Linked DNA regions of Mus musculus: regions 1 and 2 are each linked to region 3. A link is a contact called in public promoter capture Hi-C data. All regions are on one chromosome and are shown on one strand. The core of a region is the stretch at or near the end of the contact, and the rest is flanking DNA. Distances in the headings are between cores, read along the strand shown. Region 1 overlaps Tnrc6b (trinucleotide repeat containing 6b). Region 2 overlaps Tnrc6b (trinucleotide repeat containing 6b). Region 3 overlaps Mrtfa (myocardin related transcription factor A).

What was found. Capture Hi-C pulls out chosen DNA fragments and counts their contacts.
Region 1: a promoter capture Hi-C map of adipose tissue shows a contact between it and region 3. The contact joins two enhancer-like sites. A contact is called at or near these places in 1 of 39 promoter capture datasets (stem cell-derived epiblast-like cells) and 3 of 9 other capture datasets (adipose tissue, liver and pancreatic islet).
Region 2: a promoter capture Hi-C map of adipose tissue shows a contact between it and region 3. The contact joins two enhancer-like sites.

The regions. Positions count from the first base shown.
Region 1 is chr15:80,914,704-80,917,403 of GRCm38.p6, forward strand. Tnrc6b (trinucleotide repeat containing 6b) reads left to right here. Exons shown (of 25, transcript NM_144812.3): 19 at 1,981-2,157. Among named protein-coding and RNA genes, the nearest start is that of Mir5113, 24 kb to the right of the region's middle. Within about 2 kb of position 1,343, at least 33 of the 459 cell types and tissues checked have an H3K27ac peak or open chromatin away from gene starts, as enhancers often do. A contact at or near this core is called in adipose tissue, where this site is marked.
Region 2 is chr15:80,854,435-80,857,134 of GRCm38.p6, forward strand. All of the region lies in intron 4 of Tnrc6b (trinucleotide repeat containing 6b), which reads left to right. Among named protein-coding and RNA genes, the nearest start is that of Mir5113, 84 kb to the right of the region's middle. Within about 2 kb of position 1,302, at least 16 of the 459 cell types and tissues checked have an H3K27ac peak or open chromatin away from gene starts, as enhancers often do. A contact at or near this core is called in adipose tissue, where this site is marked.
Region 3 is chr15:81,044,140-81,046,839 of GRCm38.p6, forward strand. It overlaps Mrtfa (myocardin related transcription factor A), which reads right to left. Exons shown (of 14, transcript NM_001082536.2): 3 at 1,150-1,215. Among named protein-coding and RNA genes, the nearest start is that of Sgsm3, 68 kb to the left of the region's middle. Within about 2 kb of position 1,407, at least 134 of the 459 cell types and tissues checked have an H3K27ac peak or open chromatin away from gene starts, as enhancers often do. A contact at or near this core is called in adipose tissue, where this site is marked.

The DNA.
Region 1 (2,700 bases), core at 93-2,592, 130 kb before region 3:
GAAACCCTGTCTCAGAAAAAGAAGAAAGATTCCCTAAGCTTCAAAAGATTGCTAGTAGATGAGAATTCTTTTTTTGTTTGTTTTTTGTTTTTGTTTTTTCGAGACAGGGTTTCTCTGTATAGCCCTGGCTGTCCTGGAACTCACTCTGTAGACCAGGATGGCCTCGAACTCAGAAATCTGCCTGCCTCTGCCTCCCAAGTGCTGGGATTAAAGGCATGTGCCACCATGCCCGGCATAGATGAGAATTCTTAAGGTTTAAACTTTGTTCAGAGCCCCTTGTTCTCTGTGAGTTAGTGTCCCTCCAGACAGCATCTGAGTCATACTGGATTAGCCTTGCCTGTCCATCATTTCCTTTCAGAGCTTCTTCATTTCCCTAGAAAACAGATAAGAAGTCTAGACCTTCTTCCAGCCTTCAATGCAATGCTTGTTTCATTTGTCAATATTTCATTTGGATTCAGAGTTGTCTCCATGAGAATCAATATAGATAAGTGTCTGGTGTTCCTGCTGCAGAGCCTCAGCAGTCTTAACCCAGCCAGCTCATTCAGGTTTCTGTTATAAACCCTCTTTAATAAGCCCATTATAAAACTTCTTTAATAACCCCCATGCAGAGACTGGGAAAGAAGCCACCCAGAGCTCTCTGCCTGTCCCATTAAGCATGATCAAAATCAAGAATAATTTACTGAAATTATAAAGGCTGTTTTATGGACTGAGTAACCCTAGTCTTGGGTCATCCATAGCTCTGGGCACTTTAATAACTTCCTCAGGCTAGTGATTTGCCAGGTCTGGATAATAAATATAAATAAAATGGCATGCTAAAAGATACCTCAGTACAGTATCCTCTTTCCTTATCAGAAAATGTAGATCATGTTTTCCCATTTCCTTGGCAGTCAATCCCCAAGATAATTGAGCATTTCATTCTGCACTACCTCACTGTGCTGTACCTCAGGGTGTGAGCCACACTGTCCACAGAAAAGCAAATGTCCTCTTAGAGGATGGAGACACTAATAATATTCCCTTAGTCTAAACCAAACAGATTGCTTACTCAGTATTTATATAAGCATTTTATTATCCTGAAAATCATTCTATGTGCTCATGATTCACCACTCTAAGACTATGCTCAAATTAAAGTAAAAAAATTATGGCTATTTTTTACTTAATGAACGTTAAGCTTTCAACTTTTCCTCCATGAAAATGCTTCAAGGAGCTACTAACAAAGCCACAGGAATACCCTTGGGAACACAGTGACAGAGGATTTTCTCTTTTCTGTATGTGAGGCCCTGGGCTCAGAAATGCAGTTCATTGCTGGCGTGCTGGCAAAGACCTTGTGCAGGAATTCCACTTCATTGCCTTGGAATTTAAAGCAGTTGTAGATGGCTTTCTCTCCAGTGGACTCTGCACACTGCCAATTCCAGATAACCCAAGCTCAACCAGCCTTTAAGAGCTGGGTTAAGAAGCATCAATAGAAAGATCACTTAAAACTGTCCAAGACTCTAAATTTGTTCAGTTCTTCTCATTTTTTACTTTTGAATAATTAGCTTAGAAATCTCTTAGATACTGTGCTTTGTACTTTTGTATATGTTTCACTGGTTTTATAGGACTATAGAATTTCAGATTGAAAGGGCTTTTCTAGAATGAGAACACTCGTGTGGGCTTAGGTGAGAAATGGAGAAGCTCAGAGAGGTGAGCCGAGTCATCACGGCCGTGCTTTTATTAATGGTTGCCCAAAGTTCTTTATTCCTGTGTGGGTGGGTGGTTTTTAGTTTGCTTGTATGTCTGTGCACATGTGCATGCCTATTCCCAACACAGGTCATAAGAGGGCATCAGACCCCCTGGAACTGGTGTTTCAGACAGCTGGAAGCTGCCATGTAGGTGTTGGAATCAAACCTGGGCCCTCTGAAAAACAGCCAGTGGTCTGAACTTCTGAGCCAACTCTCTACCCCTGGCGCTCTCTCTTAGTCAATTATTTCTTTCTTTTCTCAGGCGCTATAGTGGCCCCTGGTAAGACCCGAGGAGGTTCACCATACAACCAGTTTGATATAATCCCAGGTGACACACTGGGTGGCCATACGGGTCCTGCTGGTGATAGCTGGTTACCTGCCAAATCTCCACCGACTAATAAAATCGGAAGTAAATCCAGCAATGCCAGTTGGCCTCCAGGTATTGTTCATAAACTGCCTTTCCTAGAATAGTTCAATGACATTCAGGCTCTGAACACACCTCTTGTACAGCTCACTGTACTGAGGAAGGCCCATGCTTTCTTTTCTGCATTTAGTAGTTATTGTCTGATAAAGGTAAGGCCTGAACCTTGAAACGTGTGCCACGAGAAAAGTAAAGTTCTTCAAGAAATGGGAGTTAAGGAGAAAGGAGGTGGCCTTGTAGCTAGGCTTTGGCATTTATCCTGTATGTAGAGTTCCTTGGAAGATTAGCTCTTTTAAAGTGGCATTGAATTGATTGACACGCTCATTAGTCAGATCTGTCGTTTATCTATCTCCCCAGGTACAGTGATGAGTTTGGTAAGATTCATCTCTCTCTCGTTCTCCCTTCCTTGCTCTCTCCTTCCTCTGTCCCCTCCCTCTGTCTCTGTATTCTGTTTTCATTATAGAAAATTTAATAAAAGTCAGTAATTATCCTTCTCTTCACATATAATTCTGACATAAATGTATATAACTACATTTTATTAGAGTGAAATGAAATAATGCC
Region 2 (2,700 bases), core at 52-2,551, 190 kb before region 3:
GCTCGCTGCCTGGGTGATATGATAGCTTTGTGTTTGTTGTTTGGGGAAACAGTCTCTAATTTAGAGGTCAAATCTGCATGGTTTTCCGAGTTGTTAGAGAATAAGCCAGTGACCTGGTGCCCAGGCATAGACATGCAGCTCTTTTGCCAATGGCTGTAGTGTTTCTGGCAAACAGAACATTCTATACTCCTGCAGTATAACCACTAGAAAGAAGCAAAGATCTAGCCCTGCACCATGACTCATACCTGTAATTGCCATTATCTGGAGGCTGAGGCAGGAGAATTGCCTGGAATTTGAGGCCAGTCTATATAGTGCATCCAGAACAGCCTGAGGTGCTTTAGTGAGACACTGCGTCAAAATAAACCAAAACAAAATGCAGAGTCAGTATTGGAGCCTTGGTGGTAGAAAGACTGCCTGATGCCTCTGGCCCTGTCTCCTTAGTTCCCCTCTACTCACAGTAGGCTTTCAAATCTGCCTTGACTTTGATGCCTTGAAACCTGGGAAGCTTTTAAGCCATTTATTCTGTAGTTTGCCTCTTAGCTCTCAAGGTGCAGTTGTCTGATAGATCCCCAACCCTTCCCATATGTTAAACAGGCGATACTTGATTGCGGTTGTATATCCAGTCTCCTATTACTCTTTTCCCTTTTAAAATTGAAAAGTATTTTGTGAGTAGGTGTTTTTAAACTCTTTGAATGTTCCATTCCCCTCTCTTATAATTTATTCATTTCTTAAGAAATCCTTTGTCCTTTGTGTTTTACTAATTTGTAGAATGATTTATACCCTCTACTAGCATTATTTACAGTGATCTTATGTTGTCCCAGATAGTCGGATCCCTTCAGACTATCCTTTTTAAGGACTTCCTGCTTTATGCAAGCAGTCTGTTTTCTTATTAGACTTTCCTGGCCCTAGCCCCTGAATTAGCATTTTGGTTCCCCACTGTCAGATAACTCTGGTTCTTTTACTATGTTTAAAAGCTGCAAATCTTTGGCTCATTACTGTTTGAGTATTCCTTGTTTTGTAGCCTCATGGTTACAGACACGGGGTGGGCAGGAATAGGTAGCTAGATCAGCAACAGTTATGTGTCTGTGTTTGTGTTTATTAAAATCAGTGAGTACTTGCTGATAACCAATTTACATCCAACTCTCCGAGTTTGTTTGTTTGTCTGTCTGTCTGTTTTCCCTTTGCATTTTTGTAACCTTTTTTGAGGCTTGAGAAACCTGGCCGCCGTGGTCTCCCTCCCTCCCTGACTGACTCCCTGCTTGTATGCAGTGCTTTCCCTTTACCACTACAGGGCATGTCCTCCTCACTCTGCTTGGGTTCTGAGTCAGCACAGGGATGTCTCAGAGCTCCCCAAATGATATTTCTGTACAGCCTAGCTAGGGAAATACCTGAATTAAGAGGTAAGTGAGCGAGCGCCATACTGTTTGGTTCAAGCAGGTCAGTGGCAGGCGAGGGAAATTAACTTCCCTAAGGAAGTGAACAGTAAGAGAAGACTTTGTACCAAGATGCTGTTTGAAAATGAAATGAAAGAAAAAATCAGGGAGAAAGCAAAGCTTGTCTCCTGGAAAGCTTTGAAAAATACTTGCTTTGGAAATAAATGTCCTTCTAGAAAGCATGAATTTCATTCTCTTTCCCTGAATTAGCTGTTCATTGGAAAAGAATTTGAAAAAGATGAGTTTGGGTTTTTTTGAGAATGTGTCTTTTTAATGGACTTTTTTTAAGTGGGAGCATTTTTAATATGAATTTAATTTAGGAAATTTTAGACTTAGGAAAAAAACAAATAACCTGTTTTATCAGAGCACTGAATATTTAAGCAGGAGATGCCCAGACTGTGGCTGCCCCTTTTCTGTAACCAGTTTCACTATAAAATGTGGGAGCTGCGTGGTAATGACAGGGAACCTGCTTTTGCATGAGAGAGAAAGCACAGTGCCCTAAAGCCATCTGAATGGGGACTGTGGCCAGCTCTTTAGGTGATCAGCACTTACCTGTCCCACTTTTTTCTTTTAAAAAAAATATAATTTTTTTTGTGTATAGATGTCTTGTCTGCATATATGTCTGTGCATTGTATGAGTGCCTGGTGCCCACCAAGGCCAAAAGAGGACACTGGTTGAGCTGCCCATGTGAGCACTAGGAATTGAACCTCAGGTTTTCTGCACTAAGCAGTTAGCACTCTTTTTTTTTCCCCCCATTTTTTCCAATTTTTTATTAGGTATTTTCTTCATTTACATTTCAAATGCTATCCCGAAAGTCCATAATCCCCATTCCCTCTCTCCAGCCCTGGCCAAAGTGGACTTCTACAGACTCACGTCAGTAGTGCGCACTGTGCTGGTTAGGGACGCACTGCTGGACCTACAGGAGTTGGAGACAAACTTGCCTTTGGTTGTATTTTTCACATGGAAGTTAGGATTGGAGCTTGTTTTGCACATAAAACTTTTATATATTTATGTCCAGGGGTAGAGGAGAAAGTCTGATGTTTGTGTCTGTAGATTCAGTTACAGCTTAACAGGAAAATAAAATTTTTAAAAAATATTACAGCTTGGGTTGGGTTTGTTTGTCTTTTTGGTTTGGCTTGGTTTTGACTTTGGGGCGATTGTGGTTTTGGTTTTGTTGTTGTTGTTTGTTTGTTTGTTTGTTTTCACCAGTGCTAGTTTATAGCTCAGTAATCCTCCGCACTCCACTTCCCGAGGCATCCCCACATGC
Region 3 (2,700 bases), core at 157-2,656:
TTTTGTTTGTTTGGTTGGTTGGTTTTTCGAGACAGGGTTTCTCTGTATAGCCCTGGCTGTCCTGGAGCTCACTTTGTAGACCAGGCTAGCCTCGAACTCAGAGATCCACCTGCCTCTGCCTCCCGAGTGCTGGGATTAAAGGCGTGCGCCACCACGCCCGGCTGTGTCTCCAACTTTTTCCTGTTAACTGTAAACACATCCACCACCATTAATTTACTACATCACACTTACTAAGAGGTGTAATATTATCTTCTTCCTTTGTCTCCACTTCCTCCCTCCACTCTTGCAGGGGCAGATTCACTGTAGCTGCACACATGATTCCTCTGAGTGAGTGGCCAACAACATGGATGGCAGCGGGGCAACGGGACAGTGGGCAGTAACATGTGGGGGAGACCATGAAACATCATGACAGCAGATGCTGCTGGGGTGTGTGTGTGTGTGTGTGTGTGTGCGCTCTCTCGCTGTCTTCCTCCTCAGGGTGGAGCCGAGTGGTGACGACATACCACCAGGGGACGGAAGCTTGTATGATCTGCTGAGAACTCATGAAGACATGTCAGAAGAGCAAGACCCTGGTTCTAGCCTTCACTGTCTACGGTGCTCTTAGTATTCAAAACAGGCTTTCTTGTCTCTAACAGAGTCTAAGGCGTGGTTTCACTTCTACCCCAGGGATGCAGACACTGGCCCAGTGTCAGAACAGCTCACCAACAGCTCCATCCAGGCATACACACACGCGTATCCGCCATGGGTGCCTCACAGCTCTAAAATAAACTGTAGTTCACTGACGGTACCTGTCTGCAAGGGGAGAGGAGAGGTTTCTTCCTAACAGCTGAGCACAGAGGTGAAGTGGATGTGAACAGAGCAGCCCCTGCTCCTCCCATGAAGGGATGCTGGGAACCCAGGAAAGAGGCAATTCAAAGGCACGGGGCTATCTGCCGACCTGCTGGAAGCCTAGCACTGCTTGTTTCACTGAACATGATGAATCTGGGCAATTGACAACCTGTTCCATCCATCAAGGACTCCTGATGGAAAAGTAAGAGGCGGGTAAGACTGGAACGAGACCCCTGACCCCTGCTCTGTAGGGTGCTCCTATGCCACCGAGGAGCCAAGCCAACCCAAGGAGCAAGTGTACAAACACCGAGAGACACTTACGCGGCATGATCCCTTGGCTCACCAGTTCCTCCCGGGTCCGCCGCTGCTGGAGCTTCAACTGCAGCACTGCATGGTGGCAAGAAGAGAAGACAGATGCAGGTTAGTCAGCCATTCCACCTCAGCAGACACATTCTCAAATGCAGCAAAGTCTAAAAGGTAGCCTATGGTATGAAAGGAGGATCCCAAACTGCAACTGTGGGTAACTGCAGAAGTGGCCTGACACAGCAGGGTTTCCGCATTCTGCTGTGGGCGGCAAGAGGAAGTTGCGAAGAGTCTTGCAGGGTGATAACAATCCACAAACTACCAGTCTTGCCTCTTGCTTAAACCTTACAGAACTCAGCCTTCCTCCTGGGACTGAGAAACACCAACCAGTTCTAAGCTCAAAGAAAGTCTAATGGGGCCAGCGCCCAGCACAAAGAGCTGTATAAGTTCTAAGTGTTTGCACATAGCATGTTGAACAAATGCACTCTGCACAGAGACCACAATCTAAAAAGTATGGCTACTTTCACACACACCACATTCCTCTAGACTACAAGGTATCTTGCCGTCCACATGCTTCTGTTTTCACACAGGGCTTTCTCTGCTGAGAGGAGACACCCAAGAGCTACGACTTAGTGTACATCGGGCTAGTGGAGACAGGTGTCGCTCCTAGCTCTGTTTGGCAACACTGCTCAATGAAACAACAGGGATCTTTATCAAATTAAACATCAACCATCTTTACAACTATACACTACTCAAAGGATCAACTAGCATAGCTGTGGTTACGATGCTAAGAAAATGTCTAGGGAGGGTTAGGAGGATCCCAGAGCCCACAGCAAGTCCCCTTCTGTCTAACAGGTTTCAACTGCAGGGCCCTGAAAGTCATATCTGAGGGTAACCTACAAATACTAGGAACAGTGGTGTACTAACACGGGCCTTTTCTACGCAGCGATTTTTAGAGGCACCCAAGGATGGGAGGACGCTGGCTGGGCTCTTGCCTACGCTTCAAGGTCACAGGAACAAGCAGAACTTCTCTTTCTCTCAAAATTATGATTTATGTTCCAAGTTCCTTTCCCTGTCCTGTTAGCAAGCTTGCTTGCCTCCTTCTGCTCTTATGTCACATCAGGCTGCAATGGGGACTTCCAGGCACGATTCCCTAGGGTGAGACACCCCAACGAGAATGTTAAATTTTACTCTTCCTTAAGTACCATGGACTTTCCCTCACCTTTAAAATTTCATTTTTGCTTGAAAATGTCCACTCTCTTTTTCTTTTTCTCTTCTTCTCTATATTCTCCACTATATTCAGAATTACGTTGGGTCACCTAAGCTACTTTACCTGAACAGTGATGTTGGGTGCTGTGCGTGGTTACCTCTGAATATCCCCCCTGCTAATTTACAAACTCCTATAAATTTAATTAAAAAAAAAAAAGTCTTATTAAGCCAAGCATGGTGGCTCATACCTATATTCTCCCAGCCTTTGGAGGCTGAGGCAAAGGACAGTTAAAATTTTCACATCAGCCTGGGGTTGCTACAAAGTAAAAGTCTGTCTCAAAAAAGAAAAAATGTTATTTG